5 separate regions of the Mus musculus genome follow, and all the other regions are linked to region 2. Evidence: chromatin contacts called from public HiCAR-type, HiChIP or PLAC-seq and promoter capture Hi-C data. All regions are on one chromosome and are shown on one strand. Each heading gives the region's core, a stretch centred on a gene start, on an enhancer-like site or on the middle of the called end of the contact. The rest is flanking DNA. Distances are from core to core; before and after follow the strand shown. Region 1 has its middle 40 kb from the start of Gm33738. Region 2 holds the start of Glt1d1 (glycosyltransferase 1 domain containing 1). Region 3 has its middle 8.8 kb from the start of Gm33738. Region 4 holds the start of Fzd10os (frizzled class receptor 10, opposite strand). Region 5 holds the start of Tmem132d (transmembrane protein 132D).

Region 1 (2,700 bases), core at 168-2,667, 850 kb before region 2:
ATACATCATGTACATGCATGCACATGTGTACACACACAAACGTGTACACACACACACACACACACACACACACACACACGCACGCACGCACTTTAAAATAAAATACAGTACATGCCCAGCAAAAGAATCTTAAGAAGGGAGGATTTGTTCTGGCTTACAGTACCAGGGGAGAATACAGTCTACTGTAACAGAGAAGGCATGGTCATAGGAGCTGTGTGGCAGCTGGCCACATTGTCTCTGCAATCAGGAGACAGTGACAGTCCATGCCCCCAGCCCATGGGATCGAGCCTCGCACAATTCAGGTGAGTCTTCTTACCTCAGCCAGCTCTCTATAAACACACCCCCTCATAGATAAGCCCAGAATTTGTCTCTTCCCTGATTCTAGATCCTGTCACGCTGACAATGTCAACCATCACAGCGATCCTGTCGAAACTCATCAAGAAACCCGCAAAGTGACATATTATTATGACTTTTAACTGGTGTATGATTGGTAATCTGGGAGTGTTTAGAAACCTTGGGACTTGTTGATAGACGTGGGGGGAAAAAGTGTTCTTTAGGCTTCTCTCGAGCCAAATAAAAATACAGCAAACGTATACAGGAGAAGCACAGCCTTCTATGATAGACTGGGACTGGGATGGCTGAGAGAGAGAGGAGGGGGCTTAAGCTGGCTTATGGAATCAATGAAATTGACCTGGAGAAAGCCGTGCTCCTCCCAGGTGACAGCAGCCTTTAGTCTAAGCAGACTCATTAGCGACAGCTCATTGATGTCCCTGGGGAGGGAGAGACTGTCCAGCCACCTGGTGACAAGACACTGGCTCATCCCTGAGTGCCACCTTCCACAGCAGAGGAAGGGTTTTCTTTTTCTATTCTCTGCTTCTGAATGCCCAGCCCTGCTGGTGTACCGGTGGAACTGGCTTCCTGCTCTGCTAAGGACCAACGTCATAACATGATGTGTCAGCTGAGTTTCTTTCTCTTTGGAGTATGGATTCTTCTAAAAACTAAAAAAAAAAAAAAAAAAAAAAAAAAAAAAAAAATTAAAAAATTAAAAAATTAAAAAATTAAAACTAAAAGAAAATAGAACAAAAGAACAGCACTAGTTTTTTTTTCCTTTTTTGGGGGGGGGTCTTCCAATTCCCACTCCTCCAGTCATTTAGAACCTGTTACAGCCACCCACAGACTTTTCAGTGGGGTTGCTGAGAAAGAAATGCTTCGTGCTTTAATGTCTTTTAAAAATCTTTTTTTAATATTTTTATCTTTGAGAGTCTTCTGTGAACAGGAGAGCATCCTAGTGTATGCCGAGCGAGCGCAAGAGATACCCAAGCTTGTGTTTCCTGAAGTTAATGTTCACCACTGCTCTCTCCCTAATGAGCTCGGAGACATTTCCCCATCTCACACAGAAGCAAGTAAATGTGTCTGCATGGGTCTGCTCTGGACGGACAGAGCTCCAGAGTCGGCTCCTGGACAGGGTTCCCAGTGATTGACAGCGGGTCCTCATCCGCAGCGGACTGCCTCCTCCAGGTGGGGATGGGGTCGGCTACTCTTCTGCGAGCTTCTTCCCAAGTCCTTGGTGTTATAACGGGAATGAATTGGAGGCCATTTGTTTTCCTTCGCAAGTGCCAGCTTTTTAAAAAACAGACACCTACACACCTCTCCTCAGATCTCAATCTATTATGAGTTTGAAAGCAACATATTCTTGGGATTGAAATCACCTCCTTCACACACCCGAAGAAGCACACCTCTGCACTTTTCAGGATATTCATGAGAGGGAAAGAGCGAGGCTTGTGTTCTGTTCTCCTCACTGCAGGATCCCCCACCCCCTTCCGTTCTGATTCGCATCTTTTAATCCTTTGGCTGAGTCCTAGGGGGATGAGTTTGGCAGGATTGGCCTGGTTTGCATAACAAAAGCAGAATCCAGTCCCTGAACAAAATGACCTGAGAGACTGCAAGTGACCCTATGTGGAGAACTGCTGGGGGGAGAATTGTTGCCCTGGATGCAGTTTCGCTGTTCCTGGCAGCAGGAGCCCAGCGGCAGCTACACTCCCACAAGCCTGTAACTGCACCCGAACCCCGTGTATCTCCGCAGTCACTCGCCTCAGCAGCTGGGGTCCTTTCTAATTAGCCACCTTGTGTCCTGGCTGACCTCAATTTCTGCTCCTTGGAGAAGATAAATCATCTCCCTTATCCCCGGCCGATGGCTCAGCCCAACCTTTGAGCTCATGACGGAACGCTCCAGAAACAGAAGCCGAGGAGCAGAACAAGGCTGGTCGGGGTTCGGGAGGCAGCTTTGTAGCCGCTCGTAGCTGGACAGGAAGGTACCAACTGAGCTGAGCTTGTCTGTCCTGTCTGCTCCAAGCTTGGCAAAATCAACAGAAACCGGGTCCCAGAGCAGTGGTTTTCTCAATGGAGGGGTTAACTCAAGAGGGGTTGGAACCCAGAATCCAGGGGAGCTTTGCAGCCCCCCTAGGTCACGCACGGAACCAGCCAAATCCAAGTTTTCAGATTTGGGTGGGGTGGAAGCCAGGGCGTAAATATTTCCCATCCTTAAACTTCATGGGGCTGTCGCTGAGGTTTGGGGAAGAACTCTGACAGGATTAGGATCGTTTGCTCACTGAAGAAGATGTGTGTGGACAGAGCAGAGGGGAAATCATCTAGGGATGCGTGAGTTATACCGCGTACTGCCTGTTTCCTGGGGTCTTCAAT
Region 2 (2,703 bases), core at 79-2,578:
TTTGGTATTGCTTTGCTTTGGAGATAGGCTCTCAAGTAGCTGGAAGTTGACAGTAGCAGAGGATGCCCTTGAACTTCTAATGGTCCTGCCTTCAGCTCCCAAAGGCTGGGGTTATCAGCATGTGGTCATGTACAACCGCACCTCCTGGGTTTATGCACTGCTGGGAACGGAACCCAGGGATTCACCTATGCTTGCCTGGCACTCTATCAAATTGGCCACACCCCAGCATGGTTTTATTTGCTCCATGGTCCCAATCGCCCTGGAATGATTTACCCCTGTGTTTACTCTCCTTGTAAATGACTTGCACTTTTCTACTGGAAAGAGCTCAGTCCACAGAGAGCCCGAAGAGTGACTGAATTAGAGGGAGGGGAATCTCACACAATCACAACACTATCACCACTCCGGGGAAACTTCAGGTATGCATCTGCCCGCCTTTGGTTGTTCACTGTGATCTTGAGAGGAACTGTAACATTTTTTTTAGCTTGAAGACTCAACGGCTCTTTCCCATGATGAGGAAACATACCCACTGGGGGCGGGGGGGGGGGGGGAGCCATTGGGAAATGTCTTGAAGCAAGTGGAAGGGGAGGGAGAGAGCGCGCGCGGGGGGCGGGGGGGAGCGAGCAAGTGAGCACGGGCACGTAAGTGTCTGCTTTTCCAATGATTCAGACCAGCCCGGTTTGATCCAGGCAACCAGATGGCCAGAGGTGAATGGACCCGCCTTCCCTGCCTTGTCCTGGCTCCAGGCTTCCGTCCCAGGTAAACATACAAAGCAAAAAGAGGCCTAATTAAATAAAATAAGCTGAGCGTTCAGAAGAGAACCAGGTAGGAAGTGCGGGCGCGGGGGAGGGAATGGCAGCAGCCACGGAACTCGGACCCTGAATCTCCGCACGTGCTGGAGCATCCGATGCACCGGGACTCTGCGTCTTTCCAGCCACGTGGGTCCCCGCTTCTCATCCCAGGCCACTCTGCCCAAAGCTCAAGTCTGCAGCGAGGCCTTTGCTGAGCCTCTGGTTTCCCCCACCACCACCCCGCGTCCCAGCGCTGGCCCAGGCGGCCTCTTTGCGGCATCCTAGGGCACTCACAATAGCCAGACAGGGCAGCAGGCAGCTGGAATCAGAGCTGCAGCCCCTCGCGCCCGCACCTGCGCCTACAACCCGGCCGTTTGTGCACGCGCGGCTCCGGCGCCCGGCCCAGTCCGGCATCCCCACGCGAGGGATGCTCAGGTCCCCGCAACATACCGTAGGCGCCCAGCTGTGACCGCGTTGCCAGTGTGAGGCCTCAGTACTGCCAGGAACAGGAGCCGCATGTCGTCGCTACCGCCAAGAACTGGGCCACCAGGCCCGGGCGGAGGGGTAGGGGTGGATTCGGTCCCGCCTGCTGTTCCAAGGCGGAGCCCGCAGGTTCAGGGGTAGGGAGGGGAGGGGAGGAGGGAGGGAAGGCAGGGAGGGCAGGGGAGGGGACACGAAGGGAAGGGAAGGGAGAAGGGAGATCTGGGGGCCCCGAGGGGACCTGAGGAGACTAGCGGGTGGGGGTGGGGGTGGGGGTCACGAGACCAGGTGTCAGACAGCCACGAGCTCAGAAAGATGGGAGGTGGGGGGAGGTTGTCCACTCTTCAGGCACCAAGAACATAGGTTGTCCTGTGACTTCCCCTCGTAAAGATCATGAGTTGGGCTCCTACATGCAACATAGTGGCTGATACAGAGACTGCTCCCCCAGAGACTAGGACCAGGTGAGGTGTAGGTACAAGACCACATGTGGAGAGGGGACTTGAGCTTCACTTTGCATTGAGAGGACCCTAGACCCTAAGGATGCCCTGGACTCTATGTATGTAGGCAGTCCGTCCTTTTGTAGACTCTGGCTTCCCCAAACTAAGTTCTGTGAACTTCCAGAGAAAGAGTATGGAGAACCAAAATAGAGAAGGCTGTTATGGAGCTGGCTGGGTTCAGGGATGTAGGTTTGCAATTCCAGGAATACAGAGACTGAGGCAGGAGGATTGCTGTAAGTTGAAGACCAGCCACAAGATTCTGAGGAAAGGAGGGGAAGTGGGGGGGGGGGGGCACCCAGCAGCCCTGGATTTCTTGCTTGCTAGACTCTTCTTCCAAGCGTTAAGCCACATCCACATCCGCAGCCTCAGGCAGTTTTTGAGGAGTGTGGTGTAAGGCTAGGAAGTCAGGTTTGTGCAGAGCCCAGGGCTCAGAGCCTCCTGCACTAAATACACCTGAGCAGGAAGGGTGGGAAGAGACAGTCTTGTGACAGCGTGACATTTGGGTGAATTCATGGCGTTTTACAAAGACATGTGCATTATTTAAAGCCCATCAATATTATAGAACCAATATTCTAAGCATAGCCCCGGAAATTAATCTCTTCCCATCCCTGAAAACTCCCTAACAACTTCAAAGAAGAAAGAGTAGGTGCCTGGGTCCCTTGAGTAGCCTTCTCCCAGTCCAGCTTCGTAACACACTGGTCTCTGATTGTCAATGGACAAAGCCTGCCTCTGCAGGGGAACACTGGACCCACTCTCCTACCTATTCACAGGGGGGAAGCAAGGGAAGGTTGGTTGGTTTGTTTGATTGTTTGATTGTTTTTTTTTAATCATATAATTACCTGATTCTTCCTTCTCTCCACAGAAAAGACTAATAGGACTTGCTCTTTTCTTTTCTTTTCTTTTCTTTTCTTTTCTTTTCTTTTCTTTTCTTTTCTTTT
Region 3 (2,700 bases), core at 32-2,531, 820 kb before region 2:
TGCATGCATGCATGTATTTATCTATGTATCTATGTATGCATACATATATGTATCTCTCTAGCTATGCATGCATGTATGTATGTATGTTTGTATATATGTATGTATGTATATGTGTATCTCTCATCTATTTTCATCTGTCAGTTCTGTTCTATAGAGAACCCTGACTAATAGACTAAGTGTTTGGGAGGCAGAGGCAGGAGAATCACAAGTTGAAGGTCACCTTAGGCAACTTACTAAATTCAACGCCAGCCTTGACTATATAAGACCCTGTCTCAAGAAATTAAATGTATGTATACACATGAGTATAGATTCAGATTCCATACCATTTGCAATCACTCTTCTCAGTCAGCTTTAATGTCATCTCTATAAATACTCAAGTGAAATCAGTCATTTTCACATGGGAAAATTTTTGTTTGCTTCGTTGTGGGTAACAGAAACCTCAGGAAAAACTAATCCTTATATGATGCCCACAGCACACACAGTCACAAACTCATACTCTCACATACTCACATGTACACACACAGTCACACCCTTGCACACTCACACACACATTCTCACACACATGCACTCAAACACTCATGCCCTCACACTCACACATGCCCTCACAGTCATACACACTCGCACACTGGCGTACATACACACATACACTCTTGCATACATAGTCACACACTCACACACTATCACACAAATCCACACTATAACCACAGACACATATACACACTCATCCACACTTATACACATACTCACAAACATTTACACTCACTCTCACACATACACATGTTCACTTACACACATATACACACTCATACACACTCACATACACACTCACACATACACACTTATACACATATACATACTCATGCACATATTCATCCTCTCTCTCTCTCTCTCTCTGTCTCTCTCTCTCTCTCTCTCTCTCACACACACACACACACACACACACACACACACACATACACACACACTCTGACTATTTCAGGAGGTTTAATAGAAACCTCAAGACAATGGGTGCATGTGTATGTGTCTGGTTTTCATGCTCTGCCTGTCCAGTGTCTGCCGGGATAGATTCAAACTGTATGCACTCAGCAAGCCTACTTCTCCAGGCAGCTAACGGCTTAATCAGGGAGCCCAGCCCCCTCCACTGTATGTTTGCCGCATCCCCCCCCCCCGAATATGCAGCTCCAGCCTCTTCCCTGACACATGTCTTCCTCTGTTGCTCAGCTCACAGAACAGATGGCAGACACATAACCCGCCTCAGAATTCAGTTGCAAGTATCAGGCAGCCTGATCATGTGAATGGTCCGTCTGGGGATGGCTGCCCACCATTGGTCTCCTCCTCCAGGGCTAGAGGAAATCCACTGAAGAAGCAGTTAGAAAGCTCATGCCACTGCATAGATCCCCTCAAAGAGGCTCACCAGGGCTCCTGGTAGGACCCACAGAAACAAGGAATGACAGACAAAGGCAAGAAGAGAGAAAAGGACACTGGGTATATGTAGGACTGAGGACTCAGCTGGAAGCCTGTCCTCTGTTGTTGGGGAGCACCAGGGAGCACCTGCTGCATCTTGAGTTACATCTGGAGAGTCACAAAGGTCCAGATTATTCATGAGGCTCCTCTGGCTTCTGAATAAGGTTCCCCCACAAGCTGCACCTTCAGCAAGGGCAGCCTTTCCAGGCATTCAAAGCTGTGGGGAAAAGGGCATTTTCAGTGAACCAAACGTCACCTTCATCTATTTGCAGAGGAACAAGGAATAAATAAACGGACTCAGAAGTATAAATGCGTAATGAATAAAATAACAGCAACAACAGGACGCGGCTGACCTCTCCAGTTACTTGCTCATTGCAGTGAAAGCGGCTTTCTGTACCTGTCGCCTGCCTGCTGTGCCTCCAATCAGGATGAAGTCCTTAGACAGTGTCAGGCTCCCACAGTGCTTGCTGATGACACTTGTAAATTCGGGGAGGATGTCTACGTTGAATTAAAATGTGACTATTAAAATTCTACAATGCAGTCTTCCAGAAGAAATCGCCAGTCTTTTAGCCGAGGCACAAGAAATGGCTTTGATTAAAGCTCCATGAAACACACAAATATCCCATGATTATGTGCACAGGCTGAGTCCCAGCAGTGAATGAAAGAAACTCCTTTGTAACCAGTAATCTTGTAGGTTTAATCTTGGTGGGTTAGGGAAATTTTACATAGGGGCTGCTGGGGTGACTTAGCTTGCTGCCAGACCCAATGTGTAGAGTTTGAGCTCTAGTTCCCACATGGTGGGAGGAGGGAACGAAGTCCCCAAAACGTATTTTTTTATCTCCATAGGTTTGCTGTGGTACTTCCCCCTCCCCAATTAAAAAGAAAAGGTGTAAAAACAAAACAAAAAAAACCTAAGGAGCGGTGGTGGTGAGATAGTAACACTGGCTGCCCAGGCTGATGGCCCAAGTTTGAGTCACATGGCGGAGGAGAGAACCAACTTCCACAAGTTGTGCTCAGACCTTTCCCACAGTGCTGTTCCAGGCATATGCCTCCTCCTAACATGAACACATGTAATTTTTAAGGTTCTTTCAAAGATTTTACTTGATGTGGGTTGACTGCGAGATATGTAAGTGCAGTACCCAACGAGGCCAGAAGAGGGCACTGGTTCCCCCCCAATGGGTGTGGTCTTGAAGGCTGTAGAGGCTGGGCCAGTGGATCCAGGACATTTTGAAAGAT
Region 4 (2,700 bases), core at 2-2,501, 970 kb before region 2:
GAAGCACAGCACGGACCAGATGGCCAGCCAGACCACAGCGAAGCGCTTGTCGTCGCGGCTCCAATACACATCCACCCCCGGAGTGCAAAGCGGTGCGCAAGATTCGCTCTTCTCCACATGGTGGAACTTGCCTGGGTTGTCACAACCTGCGCGCCCCGGACCCCCGTCCTTTAGTGGGTGCTCCTGCGCGCTGTGGGGCCTCTGGGGCCTGAAGAGCGGAGGAAACATGCCAGAGCCCCGGCTGGGCTCATCCGAGCCGTTGTTGGGTGCCTCCATGCACAGGTAGTTGGGGTCGTTCTTGTTGGGGAGCTTGCTGCAATCCAGGGAGTCCGGCCACCTGAATTTGAACTGCTCCATGATCGGCGAGCACTTGAGCCGGGCCTGCTCGCACATGACCCGGCAAGCAGGGATGGGTGTGGAGACCTGCTCGGTGCACATGGGCGCGTACAGCGAACACAGGAAGAAGCGAAGGTGGCTGTGGCAGCCGTACTCCACGAGCGGCGCGAACTCGTGCAGTTGGATGGCCGCCTCGCGCTGGTTCTCGTGACCCATCAGGTTGGGCATGCGGGTGGTGTTGTAGCCGATGTCCTTGCACATGGGAATCTCCACCGGCTGGCACTTGCCGTCTCCAGGGCGCTCTAAGTCCATGGAGCTGATGGCCGTGCACGAGCCTATCATCACCTGCAGCACCAGCCACAGGCGCGGGCCCGGGTGTTGCATGGTGGCGCCCTCAATGTCCCAGCGCCGCTCAGGGCCGCCGCTCCCGGGCACGGGCTGTTGCTGCTGCCCGCGGCTCCGCGCCCCGGCTCGGGCCCCCGCGCATGCCCATCCAGTCTGGCCGGAGCGCTCGCGGCGCCCGGGGCCACCGCGGTGGGCGCGCGGCCTCAGCGGAGTCGGGGGGCGGCGGGGGAGGGGAGCGAAGTTTGCAAACAATACGGCGGAGCGAGCGCCGCTCAGCGCGCAAACTTTGGCCTCTTCTTCCGGGCGCGGGCGATCGCGGACCGCGGTGGGGCAGCGCGGGCACACCGTGGCCCTGGGCCCTGGAGCTCCTCCCTCCCGGCGCCCGCAGCTGCTTCCAGCACGGCGTCCCGGGATGAGAAGACTTGCAAAGAGGCAAAGAGTAGCAAAGAGGGAAAAAAAAAAAAAAAAAAAGCAAAGCCGATTGGTGACAGGCCCCGCCTCCGCCCGCCGCCCCGCCCCGCTGCTGCTTTGCATCAGAAAGCCTTGCGCCCCGGGCAGCCTCCGCCCTCAGCCCCAGCTTGGGGCTGGACCCCAGCCTCCAGCCTCACCTCCTGCCGGCCTCTCTGCTTGCCCTCCCCGCCCCAGAGGGGGGGTGGGAGGCCTTGAGATTGTCCCCGGTACCCCAAGGACGCCGAGGTTACGGGAAGTTTGGGGACTCGGGTAAGGGTGGTCCTCACCCGGGGTTGGGGGCTGGGGACGCATCTTCTACTTTTACGACCGGGCCCTGGCGGAGGGCACTTTCAAAGAGACACGGGATTTGCGTTTTATGACCGTGCTCATAAAAAAGTGGCCCCTCGGCTTGTAAAGCTGCCCGCATCTTCCCGAAGCCGGGGGTTTGCTGCCCGGGGCGCGGAGCTCGGACTCCGGGGAGGGGCTGCCTTTGAAATTTCAAAAGGGCCGAGTGCAGGGGAGGGGGAGGGGACTTGGGAAGCCGGAGTTTAGGGCCTCTTCTGCAAGGTCTACTCAAAGAAAGAAGGGAGGGGGCGGGGAGGAGACTTTCCGGGCCGCTGACACCCCGCACCCCGAGAAGAGGGGCTTGGCTTGAATCGTGGTGACCCTTGCCCCGCCAAGGCCACCGTGTTGGGGACCATCGCGCCAAGCCGGCTGGTGGTTTCTCCAAGCGGCTGAGTTTATTTATTATAGGAAGTTGTGTATTTATATTATTTGGCGAAAGATGTGCTCGGCCTGCGTCCTCCTGGGAGGCGGAGGCTGAGCCCCGGCCTACACGCGCACGGCTGGTTCCCACGCAGAGTGGTGGGGCCTCTCCGTGCCTTGCTATGCTGGCTCCTGCCCCTTGGTTGGTTTTGGGCTAATCTGTGATAAGGACACAGAGCTTCAACCTCCTTCCCCCGCACAGGGAGTGAGTGCACCATGGGAGCCCACCGCAGTCCTTAGATGTCCGAGAGATCTGGGGTGCGGCACCTGTCGCGGACTCTTGGCTTTGGATAAACAGCCCTCAGGGCGGTGGCCCACTCTCTCCTTAGACCCCACCCCACCCCCATTCAGGTCTGCGTTTTAAGTGTCTGGGAAACTACCAGGACCTCCAGTGCGGACTCCCCCAACTGCATAGGTGCAGCTAAGTCCCCTGCTCATCTTTCGGCCAGTCAGTCTTGCGCACCCCAGGGCCGAGTTGGGTGCACAGATGCCTGGAAGCCTTCAGTGGCTCCAGCCAAGCCAGGAACGAGGCTACCCAGGACCCCTCCTCCCCGCCCTGCCTTGCGCTTCCTGCAGAGGATCGACTTCTAATTAAAACAAGGCTTCAGCGTCCCATCTGCAGGGAGTTCTTCCTCTTTACCCCCCTTTCATTTGTCAGACATAGCGGACAGACCTGAGGCTGGGACACTCCCAGGACCTGCTGAGTCCTGGGGGTGGGGGGCGGAGGGGTGTGCACAGGCTCATGCCTCACCTTTAGATCCCCTGGTCCCCTCTGCCTTTCACGGGAGGAAGTTGGATCCGTGG
Region 5 (2,755 bases), core at 139-2,638, 800 kb before region 2:
GCCAGATTCTGTGAGTCCTGTCATGTTCTAACTTAAAAGTCACCATGAAGACCCACCTCTGGGGGTTCCCACAAAGGTTTAACTGAAGAGGAAGGTTCATCCTGAATGTGGGTGCTACCATGGATGGACAGAGGCCCCAGACTAAATACAGAGAGAGCAAGTTGAGCACCAGCCTGGCGCCCTCGCCCCCAGTTTCTGACTGCAGATGCCATGTGACCAGCTGCCTCATGCTCTTTGCTGCCAAGCTGTGATAAAAACAAAGATCAAAAGCAACTTGAGGAGAAGTGGGTTGGTTTCATCCTCTAGTTTAAATCCATCATGGAGGGAAGTTAGAGTCGGAATCCGGAGACAGGAACAGACACACAGAAGCAGTGGAAGGAAGCGGCCCACTGACTTGCTCTCCATGGCCTTTGTAGCTTTCCTTTCATATAAAACCCAGGACCACCCGCCCAGGGGCGGTACTACTTCCAGTGGCTCCTCCCACAGCAATCATTGATCCAGAAAATGCCCACAGGCTCCCTACAGGGCAATCTGATGGAGGCATTTAGTCAGCGGAGGTTTCTTCTTCCCAAATGACGCTAGCTCATGTCAACCGGACAAAAACTAACCAATTCATGCCTGTGAGCCCAAAACGGACTCTCTTTCCCTTAAGTTGCTTTTGTTAAGTATTTTGTCATGGCACAAAGAAAATTAACTAACCCAGTCCATTTTTATCCGCAGAAGTGAACCCACTCGTTGGAGTGATGCTGGGTTTCCTCTCTGAATCCCCACAACATCTGCTTGTTTCCAAGGCTCTGCGGAGCAGTGAGGAGGGCTCCGGCTCGGGACACTAGCATGGGTATTATGTATCTTGGTGTGAGTTCGCCTTAGATACCCTGGAAGGCATGAGTGGAGAGCTGTACCTATTAGCTTTTCAATGAAATATCTTCCCTAATGCCAATTCCCTAATGCCCAAAGGCCAGCGGGGAGCCAGGATGGAAATCTTTCAGGGACAGGAATTTGAGGGTCATTTTGGCATCCCAGGCTCACAATCTAGAGTTCACCGGAAACACTTCAGCCTATGTTAGGGGTTCCTGAACTGTCCTTGCCTGAAGGCCGCCTATAGTCAGAAGCTTTAAGAAGGCAGGGCAGATGGCCTTTCCACACCTGTTGTGAGCGTGGACATCCACGCTGGTTCTCGTGCGCGCTCCTCGGGGCTTGCGGGGTGTCCATAACCTCCTTTGAACATCTCCCTCCTATTCGAGCACATAGAGAGGGCGACTGCGAGGCTGGGCGCCCCGCAACCAGGAAGGTGGGACCTACTTTGCGGATTGGGGCTCACAGCTGTCACTCCAGAAGGGTGGGGCTTAAAAAGAGAGAGAGAGGGAGAGAGGAAGAGAGAGAAATTAGGAAGCAACAACCCCAGCCCGCCTGGGCACGCTGCTCTGGGTGCGCTCGGATGCAGCCGCCCCGAGCTCGCGCCTACTCGTCCGCGCGCCGCTCGCCCTCCGCCCCGAGCGCTGCTCGTCTCCGGAGCCGGCCGTGCGCCGGGCGCGCGTGGGGAGCCGGGGCGGGCTGGGGTGGAGCCGCAGCGCCCCGCAAACTTTGGGCGGCGGAGCGCGCGCGCCGAAGCCCCGTGGCGCGGGATGGGGGCGGCGAGGCTATGTGCCCCGGGTCCCCACGCGTGCCTGGCTACCAGCCCGGGGACCCCCGCGCCGCCTCTGCCCGCGCCCCGGGCCCCGCAACCTCGCAGCCCCGCAGCCGCCCGCGCGCGCTAGCCCACCGCAGCCTCCCAGCCGGAGTCCTCAGAGCGCTCTCCATGCTTGGGGACGCAACACCGGAGACCCCCCTTGTGGAGTGAAATTCAATTCACGAGCCAGTCCTCAGCGCAGTCGAAAGACTGAGGTGAGCCTCGGCCTGCGCTGCGGGACCCCGGAGCCTGAGCGGCCTGGCTATGGACCTGTGGGGACCCGGCACAGGGCGGCCCTGCTGCTCGGGTCCCTAGCCAGATGCGTCTTGGTCATCCAGCTCAGCTTCTCTTCTCCGGGGATCTGGCGACATCCCTTCTTCAGCCAGAGGACACCACGGAGGAGCAGAGGACCCGCGCTCCAAGTCTCCAGGATGTGCCCATCTGAGATGGGGACTCTGTGGTACCTCTGGTCTCCCGTGCTCATCAGCCTAGCTGCCCTTTTCTCCAAAGGTGAGGACGCTGGGGCTACCTGGGCCCGGGGGACTTAACTTTGCTGAGAGTAGATGTGGATGTGGGTGGCCCAGAGAGGGCCGGTGGGTGTGTGTGTGTGTGTGTGTGTGTGTGTGTGTGTGTGTGTGTGTACACAGCAGGTTTGTGGAGCCAAGGTTCCGGGGCAGACACCTTGGCAGCAGGTGATTTCCCTGGAAGTCTTGGTATGATGCCCTAGGAGAGTGTGCCTAAGCGACAAAGGGAAACGGGGAAGCCTAGTCTGCCCTGGCCCTGGACGCTTCCTAGAATTTGGTGTGGACTTCCCAACTGGCCCTAACCGGTTTAGAAATAATTCTCAACAGCCCTGCTGTGCGAGAATGTCAGCTAGTGTACCACGGGCCGTTAAGAACACAGTTGGCCAGAGACCCTTTCAGCCCAGGGTCTCCTGGGTCGGCCTTCTGCAGCTGCTGTGTGTGTATAGGGGATGGGGGTGGGGGTGGGTGGGGGGATAGGAGAATACTTCCACAGATGCTCTACTGTCTATCTGACCCAAGTCTTCCCAGTGGGGTCCTGACATGGGGCCGTGAGTAGAAGCGG

The links. Promoter capture Hi-C pulls out the DNA fragments that hold promoters and counts their contacts. HiCAR-type assays count read pairs that join an accessible place to other places. HiChIP or PLAC-seq counts read pairs in DNA pulled down with a chosen protein or histone mark.
Region 1: a promoter capture Hi-C map of hippocampal neurons shows a contact between it and region 2, with 7 times the contacts expected there. The contact joins the enhancer-like site here to the promoter of Glt1d1 in region 2. A contact is called at or near these places in 6 of 39 promoter capture datasets (the 3T3-L1 cell line, cranial neural crest, embryonic stem cells and 2 more) and 11 of 115 datasets of contacts at active chromatin or transcription factors (SST interneurons, embryonic basal ganglia, embryonic forebrain and 5 more).
Region 3: a contact with region 2 is called in an H3K4me3 HiChIP or PLAC-seq map of embryonic forebrain, with 6 times the contacts expected there. The contact joins the enhancer-like site here to the promoter of Glt1d1 in region 2. A contact is called at or near these places in 4 of 39 promoter capture datasets (cranial neural crest, frontonasal cranial neural crest, maxillary cranial neural crest and 1 more), 1 of 15 datasets of contacts at CTCF or cohesin (stem cell-derived epiblast-like cells), 3 of 484 Hi-C or Micro-C datasets (LSK cells, nephron progenitors and uterus) and 13 of 115 datasets of contacts at active chromatin or transcription factors (SST interneurons, embryonic basal ganglia, embryonic forebrain and 7 more).
Region 4: a contact with region 2 is called in a HiCAR-type map of astrocytes, with 5 times the contacts expected there. The contact joins the promoter of Fzd10os here to the promoter of Glt1d1 in region 2. A contact is called at or near these places in 2 of 39 promoter capture datasets (cranial neural crest and hippocampal neurons), 3 of 484 Hi-C or Micro-C datasets (all in embryonic stem cells), 5 of 115 datasets of contacts at active chromatin or transcription factors (astrocytes and embryonic stem cells) and 1 of 9 other capture datasets (embryonic stem cells).
Region 5: a contact with region 2 is called in an H3K4me3 HiChIP or PLAC-seq map of forebrain, with 12 times the contacts expected there. The contact joins the promoter of Tmem132d here to the promoter of Glt1d1 in region 2. A contact is called at or near these places in 12 of 39 promoter capture datasets (HPC-7-derived erythroid cells, cranial neural crest, embryonic stem cells and 8 more), 1 of 15 datasets of contacts at CTCF or cohesin (stem cell-derived epiblast-like cells), 14 of 484 Hi-C or Micro-C datasets (LSK cells, cerebral cortex, cortical neurons and 9 more) and 16 of 115 datasets of contacts at active chromatin or transcription factors (SST interneurons, astrocytes, craniofacial prominence and 10 more).

What each region holds. Positions count from the first base shown.
Region 1 is chr5:128,482,373-128,485,072 of GRCm38.p6, reverse strand. No RefSeq gene overlaps it. Among named protein-coding and RNA genes, the nearest start is that of Gm33738, 40 kb to the right of the region's middle. Within about 2 kb of position 1,417, at least 42 of the 459 cell types and tissues checked have an H3K27ac peak or open chromatin away from gene starts, as enhancers often do. A contact at or near this core is called in SST interneurons, embryonic stem cells, forebrain and 3 more, where this site is marked.
Region 2 is chr5:127,630,887-127,633,589 of GRCm38.p6, reverse strand. Glt1d1 (glycosyltransferase 1 domain containing 1) reads right to left here and starts at 1,328. Exons shown (of 12, transcript NM_177005.4): 1 at 1,239-1,328. The coding sequence starts at 1,306. It also overlaps a transcript of Slc15a4 not described here.
Region 3 is chr5:128,450,937-128,453,636 of GRCm38.p6, reverse strand. No RefSeq gene overlaps it. Among named protein-coding and RNA genes, the nearest start is that of Gm33738, 8.8 kb to the right of the region's middle. Within about 2 kb of position 1,281, at least 9 of the 459 cell types and tissues checked have an H3K27ac peak or open chromatin away from gene starts, as enhancers often do. A contact at or near this core is called in embryonic forebrain, where this site is marked.
Region 4 is chr5:128,599,238-128,601,937 of GRCm38.p6, reverse strand. It overlaps Fzd10os (frizzled class receptor 10, opposite strand), which reads left to right and starts at 1,251. Exons shown (of 6, transcript NR_015517.2): 1 at 1,251-1,401. It overlaps Fzd10 (frizzled class receptor 10), which reads right to left and starts at 832. Exons shown (of 1, transcript NM_175284.3): 1 at 1-832. The coding sequence starts at 720.
Region 5 is chr5:128,431,710-128,434,464 of GRCm38.p6, reverse strand. Tmem132d (transmembrane protein 132D) reads left to right here and starts at 1,388. Exons shown (of 9, transcript NM_172885.2): 1 at 1,388-2,179. The coding sequence starts at 2,101.